Linked DNA regions of Arabidopsis thaliana: region 2 is linked to region 1. The links are chromatin contacts, called in public capture Hi-C maps. All regions are on one chromosome and are shown on one strand. The core of a region is the stretch at or near the end of the contact, and the rest is flanking DNA. Distances in the headings are between cores, read along the strand shown. Region 1 holds the start of TPR3 (TOPLESS-related 3). Region 2 holds the start of AT1G04470 (hypothetical protein (DUF810)).

Region 1 (4,270 bases), core at 1,563-4,062:
TGTGTGGAGAGAAGAGACCAAACGACAGAAGATGAGAAGAAATGTGGGTCACCGAAGATGCATCTCAGTTGCTTAAGCCTCACGTTAGGGGTTTTCAATAGGATATATATAAATAAATCGATTTATTTGTAAAAATATACAAAAGGAAAAATGTAAAATAGAGTAAAGAGAGCCCTCTCCTGAAGTCCCCGCCTGTTTTTTTTATTACACAGCTGTAGGGGCGTTTTGTAAAATTAGGATGATGTGGCTCTCTTATTTTTTTTTTATTACCAATTTACCATATATGCTTATGTAAAACCTTTATGGAGGTAAATCAAAATTAGTGTTTGTCTCATTGGGCATTTCCTTCAAACAAATACAAGAGAGAGAAGTTCGAAGAAACTTGTTAACAGGCTTAGCTCGTTATAGAAATTGGCCCATTACAAAGAGGCCCAGATTTGTTGATGGCATGTACAGATTTGGAGGCAACACCGTCCGATTTAAGACCTACTCAGACCTATGTTGAACCTAGCCCGGTCGAGTAAAGATTTTGATTCGAAGATAGCCTTTTGACTCAAAAGTTCAAAGTTTTGTTTGATCATTAGATAAGAAACAACAAAAAGGTGGATTTTCTAAGTAGCACACACTCGCAAGAACTCTTTTTTATCTTTTTAGTCTTGATCAAAAACTGGATATAGAGAATCATACTGCAACAAAACAATGCCCTACGAGCTTTTCGATTTCTCCTTGAAAATGCGAGGGAGAATCTCATGTGCGCCGATATCCAGAGCTTGCGGTTCCCTGAAATCAAAACTCCAACTCTTTTAATCTTGAGTTAGATGCAAAAGTTTGATTCTTTAATACACCCAAGAAAATTCAACAGCTTGTGTGAAGTCAAGGGTACTTCATCAAATTCTTAAAGCACATTGCAAAACTAAACATAATAAGTGGTTTAGAGAAAGAACCTGCACAAAGTTTGTCCCTTTTCTTTCGAGCTAGATATGAACCAAACTTTCCGAAGAGAGGGAGATTCAAACTGAACAAAGATTCCATCATTTGGTCCGAGTTTCCATTTCCTTGAGCCTACACCTTTCCACACCTGTGAGACATCGTTTAACCGTCAGTCCATATATACAAACCAGAAAGAACAAGCTTAGAAAAAGACAGATTTGATTCACCTGTGGGTAGGATATACTACTCTTTGGTGTTACTAAGCAAGCAGCCTTGGAAAATGACTCTTCTGCGTATTGCCTCAGATACGTAAAGCAGTTACTGTGCGTGTCCGGAGACTGAAAAGCCTGAAGTAGGGAAACAAAGTAGTTTTATCAGACAAAAAAAAGATTTTTGATAAGATTCAAGTTGGATGCCCTTAATACCTTATCGATGTTGACAGCTGGTGCGTACTTGTCTGTTTGTGTTTTCTCTTTGTCAAGAAGGAAATAGACTCTAGTATCGACTTTAGATGTCTCGTGCCACGACTTCACAGCTGTTTCCATAGTCTCAACAATAAAAGAAAACATCTCTTTCCAACACTCTTCAGTTCCATAGTTTTCAGACTGCATGTGTTAAATTCAGAATCTGAGTTGGAACAATCAAATATAAGCAACGAGGAAGGCTTAGACTGATTCTCTGGAATTTCACAAGAAGAGAAAAAGAGGACTAACCATTTCAGATTTAAAACTTTCAAGATGCTTGGCCATGTCAACATTAGATCTTAAATTCTCAAGTTCTTGAGCTCTCTGTTTCTCCTTCTGCAACTGACCGAGCCTCTTGATCTTTCTAGAAACTTCTGTGCTCTGTGGGTTGTACTGCAGAGCCATTTCAAATGCAGCCAAAGCCTGAGATACAATCATCACAGTTTTAACTACCATGGAATAGCTTTGTGATAGAAAAAATTTAGATGGAACCAAAATAAGAGAAACATATACATCTTCGTATTTTTCCATGGCTTCAAGCACACAACCTTTCCTGAAGTACCCCTGAAGAAGATAGATCAGAAAAACCATCGTTTACGTAAAGACACACACAGATACTTTATGTTATTGATGATGAAACCGAAAGCACAAAAAAACATTGTCATGTATTGATTTTACCTTCTCCCACTGAGGGTTGAGTTTAATGGTAGTCTCAGCATCTGCTAAGGCCTTGCTAAGCTTAACTAGACTCAAAAATGCAGCAGCTCGGTTACTGCACCGGATAAACAAAAAGCTTTATTACACTTTAAAAATCTACTCACATTAACACATAACACTGTTCCAATTCACAGAACCTTAAAACCAAAAACCTCAACTTTTAGTATTCTAAATCACAATTGATCTTCCCAAATATAACAAAAATGTTGTAATACTATTATTCAAGTTAAAAGCCTAATTTGTCTCCACCTAAACAATCTCATTTTCTAAACATATCGCAAGAGAACAAAATCAGATCTTTCTGAGAAATCAGCTCAAATAGAATGAAACCCAACAATCAGATTCGAAAGACTGTAGAAGACAAGTAAAAGGAAACCTGTAAAGAGTAGCGTTAGAAGGATCGAGCTTGATGGCTTGAGTATAGAGAGCTGCGGCTTTAAGAAAGTTGCCAGCTTTGAAGAACTCATTTCCTTTTTCCTTTAGAGATTTCTCTGCTTCTCCACCATTCGTTGCCTTGCCTGCTTTCTCGGCCATTATTTCTAGAGGTTTGTAAGAAAGCCAAAGAACATGAATCCCCCAAGTGTGATTTGCTTTTCTATTTTAGGGTTTACAGAGGGACAAGAGACTTCCACTTCTGCTCTGTTCCTCTTTTAGTTTTTTCTCTAAATATTATTACTTTTTGTTCATCATTTGAGTTCTCTCACTTGTGCATATATTTTTAATTAAACATAACTAAGAATATTGAACATATGGAAAAGCCCAATAACGATTAAGTTTGAACTAATACCTTGAGCAATTTCAGTTCTAGAATCATTGAAGAAATGAAAAGCCCAAGAAAATAAATGGGCCTCAAATTTGTAAATACAGTAAAAAAGATTCGGCCACATCCCACTCCACCGACAACCGACGGTTCAAAGACGGTAGTAGCTAGCATCAATTTGACTCCATTTCGTTTGAATTATCCCAAATCCATTATCTCTGTTTTTATTCCACGTAGACTAGTAAATAATAATTTCATTTCTCTAGTAGAATAGAACAAGTCATCTGTTAACTTCAAAAAAAAAGTCAAGATTTGGTTTGAGGTTAATCTATACAGAAAATATTATATAAGCTCTTGTAAAAGAGAAAACGTAAGAACCCATAAAGTATTCGAATCATATTTATGAGAGTTTGGTGGGAATTAATTTGGTAGCACGTAGCCTGTATTTTTCAAAATTAGGAAAACACTTATTTAACTTCATTAATTACAAGTGCTGATGGAATGAATAATCAAAAATTGTCACATTTAGTCGCTAAATTATTTGTATCAAAAAATCAATTTGGAAATAAACTTACGCAGGAATAATAGTTTTCCAACATTAAAAGAAAAAGATTATAATATAAATAAACAAATAAAATAACGCGTCCTCTCTTTTTTTTTTTTGCTCAAAAGTCTAAACCCTTGGTATCGAAGCATTTGGTTTAACAGTTTGAATCTTCAATTAATCTCAGATTTAGATCGAGAGAGACCAAATTGAGAGCAAGATCTTTGCATTGTTCATCTCTTGCTTTGTAATGCCGTTGTTCTTCATCGTAACCGACTCGGTGGACGCGATCAATTGACTCGTTCTCTTTTGGATCCTTGTTGACTCGGCGAGCTTGGCTTAGGAGACATGGGAGGTGTGCCTTCAACGCCGCGAAAAACCGGTGGTGATGATGTTTCGGTGGCCGAGTACCTCATTGCCACTTTTGTTGGGGAGAAATCGTTTCCTTTAGCGTCTGATTTCTGGAACAAGCTACTTGAGCTTCCGTTGAGTTCTCGCTGGCCTAGTGATCGGGTTCAACAAGCCTGTGAACTTTTCGGTTAGTGTTGAAATTGTAAAGGATGTGTTGTCGAATTCACTTTGAGCTAATGAAATTGAATGTTGATGATGACCTAGTGAAAGTAGGAGGATGATCTTATTTTCTTTTTTTGTTTCAGCACAAAGTAATGGCTACACTAGGCACCTTGCAAAACTATTGATTCATCTGTCCTGGTGTTTGCAAGAGCTTCTTCAAGCTTCAGATGATCAGTCTTCTCTCTATAAGAAAGCTGTTAATGCAACATATATTTCATCCGTCTTTTTAAAGTATTTGATTGAGAATGGAAAAAGTGACAGTCTTCAGGAGTTGCATCTTTC
Region 2 (4,535 bases), core at 724-3,223, 110 kb after region 1:
AGCCGAAGCAACATAGTTGCCGCTTCTTCTTCTCCTTCCTCTGTTTCTTCGATTTCGGCCTTCATGTTTTCTATTACCTTTGAGAAGGCGTTTTTAATAGATGCTCTTATATAGTAATCGACGCGATCCCCTGAAGAATCCACCAATTTCACATCACCTTTCTCTAGACCATTCATTTGAGAGATTGTCACGTCCTCCCCCAAGATCTTAGAAGAAGACAACGCTAATGGCAGAAGATTCTCGATCAATCCCACGTTCCCTCGTTGAAAATAATCATGATAGCTCAACAACCTATAATCACACATTCACAATCAGATTCAGTTTTGTGTGATCAAGTCCATTTACAAGGCAAAAAGAAATACCTTTTTTCAGTCCATCCTTGCATAGAGGCCAATGTCGAGGTCAAGAGCTTCACGTAAAGAGCCTCGCGATCAGACTTCTTGGCGTCATTGGCAACTTCAGCCAACATGGCGTGAGAGGCACCAAGCAAGTCTGGCTCCATCTGTGATGTCACAATGTACTGATGAAACAGAACCCAAGTGAAACACAAGTTATGTATAGCTCGTGTGATCCCCAACATTATCCATGTCTTCTTCATCAGTTCTAAAAGCTCATCGATTTCATCAAGAACCAAGGTCTCATCACGTATGTCAAATATCGACTGCAAAAGCGCCACATAGAGATGGATGTTAAGTGGGTATCCATCAGCCCAATGGCATATATCGGTTGTTGGAGTAGCGTTGCGCCATGACAAGGAGGCGACAAGGTTACATAATGTCGGCATTATGTCTGAGTTTTTGCTAGTGTCGATGGCTTTTGTCTCACTCTGGCGGATGATTTCTCGGAGACGCATTGCAAAGTTGTTGGTCTTCTCTAGAGGGATTGATGGGTGAATGAGAAGACCAGCTTCAAGGACTTTGAGTTGCCGTCTTTGCCAAATTTGATACTCATGTACATCACCAAACTCCGATGGTTTCACGTGACGGAGAAGCTCTAACGGAAGGATTATTGTCTCTGCTCGCCTACCGGTCTAAAAAATAACAGTTATAAACATTTTATTAATTAATCAAGAAACAGAGTTTCATTCACAATTTAAAAACAGAGCAACTTACTTGGCCAACAAGCGTCCTCATTAGGGTTTTCCGTAGCCGAGTGTCACTCTGTTCTGTCACCTTCATTTGCTGCCTCATGATTTCTGCAGAGGTTAACGGTCGTCGAGGCCGAGCAGGCGGGACTGTAAAAAACCCAGCCCCAGGGCTAAAGTGTCCTGAACCACTTCCTATGCTTCCATTATTACCTGGGGATGAAGGAGCTGAGACGGCCCCTACAACTGTCCCTACTGTCGACATTCGCCTAGAAGGAGATCGTTTAAGCATCTTTAACCCTAGCGCCCGTTTTACTCGGCTTGTTGGTGTTGTCAACACTTCTTTTCTTCCTAAAGACCCGAATCCAGAGCCGTTAGATGATCCAGATCCTCCTCCTCCTCCTATTCCATCCCCTTGATGGTCACCAGCATTGTGCTTGGAGTAGAATGTGAGAGCATTTCTACCTCCAAATCCAGGTGATGATCGACATGCGGCGAAAAAGATCTCATACGCGGTTTCACGGATTTCATCCCGATCAAGACCATCAAGCTTCCCGAATGGCCAAAGAAGATCGGTATCAGGACAAACCTCAAAGCCAACCATGTCGAAAAAGGACTCCCTCCGAGAATGACGAACCATCACGGAGGGGAGGCAAGAAGGAAATAGAAACCAGACGGATACGGGTTTAAGAAATCAGATGTCCGAGAAGTGAGGAGAGAGAAGGAGTTATGTGTTTTTAATAAGGGAAAAATGAGAGACAACGAACAAAAAAACAGAGAAAAATGAGGAGGTGGAGGAAGACGAGAGACAACTTGGAAAAAGCTAGGCGACAACAAATTTCTCTGTGCTAAGGAAGGAGAGAGGATGTGAGTAAAATGAGGAAGCCTCATGAAAACTTAACCATAATTAGCAAATCTCCTATTCCAAGTAACTTTTGCCAAGCCGAATCTCTTGTTTTTCGTAAATTCCATATGTATTCTCTTCCATATACACAATCTTTTGAGAGAGAAAAACAAAATCCAACCTCACTTTTGTTGACAACAGAATCCAGCATAAAACATTGTTGGGAAACTTGTTACTCAACATACTTTTGCACCTGGTTGTTGTTGTAGTTGATGTATCCGGAGAAAAGAAGATAAGATTCGGGTCAATACTTAATCTCAATTCTGTCTGCAGCAGTTACTTAAACGGTGTCCTTTAATTGTTAACTGGATAACTATATTTTTTATGATCTTATGATGGGATTTGTTTCAAACTTTCAATTAAGGTCAACTATATATCAATCAAGTGGCACTGGTCAGGACCTGATCATTGATTCTTTCAGTTATCTTTTAACTTTGAGAAATATGGAATCTCATAATCCTCAAGCAATTTCAGATTTTAGGATTCGACAAATATTGCTAATCAAATTGAGTTCTATGAAAACAACTATAACAGAAGATTATGAAGAAATACAGTTATTACAACTTACGACCATGAAACTTGTACAAATAATGGATTCACCAGAAACCAATCCAAATATCTTATATAACCTCAAAGCTTATTCTATCGATTCTAGATAGCAAACTCGTTCATATATCCATCAACAGGCAAAAAACACAAAGACTCTAATAGAGGATATTTTAAATAACTGTTTGCATTTTAACTGGGTATATACGGTTTAATAACCGGGTTATAGATTTAATTGTCTAACAGTTAGAGTTGCCACAAAGGATTCTCAGATACTTCGAGACCAAAAATTAAACTGAGAGATGTTGGGACCCACAGTAAAGTGGGAACCCTCCAAAAATAGGCGTATGCCACTTAGCGTGGAGAGCACACGGTATTCTTTAGTAAAAGGCGAAAGAATAGTTCGCTATGTGCTCACCACATGGCTGCGTGGTTCGAGAATATGGAGAGTGAAGTCTATATATACTAAAGTTTCCCTTGGCAAACTCTCTCACCTTTCCGATGTGGGACTCTCCAAATAGTGATAAGACGCGTCTGATTTAATTTAAAACTCTGCTTGGGCTTTTATGGGCCTAATATACTTTGAACTTGGGCTAAAAAACGAAATCGTTTCTTCTTCCATTTTTTAAGCCTACTGAAACCCTACAAGAAGAATGCGTCACTATATATTAAACCGAAATCGTTTCTTCTTCCTTCAAGCCGTCAACAATGTCGAAGCGAGGTTCGCACTTTTCCTCTATCTCAGTTGTTAGATCTGTTACATTTTCAGTTCATCAATATGTGTTTATTCAGCTTTTCGAACCTCGTTTTAATCGTTGTTGATTTGGATTTTTTTCGATTAGGGCGTGGAGGTACCTCTGGTAACAAATTCAGGATGTCACTGGGTCTTCCGGTGGCGGCGACGGTGAACTGTGCCGATAACACCGGTGCTAAGAATCTCTACATCATTTCCGTGAAAGGTATCAAAGGTCGTCTTAATCGATTACCTTCTGCTTGCGTCGGAGACATGGTGATGGCCACCGTCAAAAAGGGTAAGCCTGATCTCAGGAAAAAGGTTCTTCCTGCCGTCATCGTTAGGCAACGCAAACCATGGCGCCGAAAGGATGGTGTTTTCATGTACTTCGAAGGTTAGATTACTTACTTTCTCTCTTAAAACCCTAATAGGATTCGTAATTTGTTCACCAACACTATTTAGTGTGTGTTTAATACCGTTACACTACTTGGACTCCGAATTATCAATAGCTTGATTTGTTCTATTGGTCATCTAGCTTATGAATAGATAGTATATGGTCTAGTTATGCCAGATTTAGATTATTACATTTCCAGAATTGTGTCATGTATCCACCGAAACATAAAGAGGGTGTATAAATACAAAACAAAATCTGGTACACCTAAATGTGTTCTATCGTTACAGATACTATTATGCTCAAACGCTTGCATCTGCTCCATTTGAACTCTACATTCCCATTGTTTTAGTATTACTGATTCTATGATTTTTGTCAGTTTATGTGATTGATATCACCAGGCTTAAGTCAAGTATCCACCGACACGTTTAGAGGGTGTTGATGCTCGTACAAGTCTGGAAAATTTAATTGTGTCCTTCGTTACAGATGCTTTATTGCTTGAACGCTTGCATCTGCTCCATATGGACTCTATATAATCCTTAAATTGATCATTGTTAGTGATTGTGTATGAAAGCAAGTATTGATTCTGTGTTTTTTTGTTGCACAGATAATGCTGGAGTCATTGTCAACCCCAAGGGAGAAATGAAAGGTTCTGCAATTACTGGTCCTATTGGGAAAGAGTGTGCTGATCTTTGGCCAAGGATTGCTAGTGCTGCCAATGCCATTGTCTAATGATCAGATCAATCAATTGCTTGTATTTGATGGATATGTCTAGATACAAATTTGAGAATTTTGGTAGCAAGATATTTTTATTTTCTGACAATATGTATCTGACATTCAAATGATTTGGCTATTTTGACAATTTTTTCTAAGTTCT

The links. Capture Hi-C pulls out chosen DNA fragments and counts their contacts.
Region 2: a capture Hi-C map of shoot shows a contact between it and region 1, with 2.8 times the contacts expected there. A contact is called at or near these places in 1 of 26 Hi-C or Micro-C datasets (root) and 1 of 3 other capture datasets (shoot).

What each region holds. Positions count from the first base shown.
Region 1 is chr1:1,105,913-1,110,182 of TAIR10.1, forward strand. It overlaps TPR3 (TOPLESS-related 3), which reads right to left and starts at 2,813. Exons shown (of 8, transcript NM_100300.5): 1 at 2,488-2,813; 2 at 2,073-2,166; 3 at 1,908-1,958; 4 at 1,644-1,817; 5 at 1,356-1,535; 6 at 1,158-1,277; 7 at 945-1,078; 8 at 442-780. The coding sequence starts at 2,645. The coding sequence ends at 705. It overlaps AT1G04200 (dyggve-melchior-clausen syndrome protein), which reads left to right and starts at 3,483. Exons shown (of 18, transcript NM_100301.5): 1 at 3,483-3,953; 2 at 4,072-4,270. The coding sequence starts at 3,764. YUC9 (YUCCA 9) reads left to right here. Exons shown (of 2, transcript NM_100299.2): 2 at 1-329. The coding sequence ends at 76.
Region 2 is chr1:1,212,868-1,217,402 of TAIR10.1, forward strand. It overlaps AT1G04470 (hypothetical protein (DUF810)), which reads right to left and starts at 1,974. Exons shown (of 5, transcript NM_100326.4): 1 at 1,113-1,974; 2 at 363-1,030; 3 at 1-291. The coding sequence starts at 1,724. It overlaps AT1G04480 (Ribosomal protein L14p/L23e family protein), which reads left to right and starts at 3,058. Exons shown (of 3, transcript NM_100327.5): 1 at 3,058-3,255; 2 at 3,377-3,661; 3 at 4,266-4,535. The coding sequence starts at 3,243. The coding sequence ends at 4,390. U5.6 (a small nuclear RNA gene) reads right to left here and starts at 2,964; the gene lies at 2,864-2,964. AT1G04267 (a small nucleolar RNA gene) reads left to right here and starts at 3,685; the gene lies at 3,685-3,824. It also overlaps AT1G04273 and AT1G04277.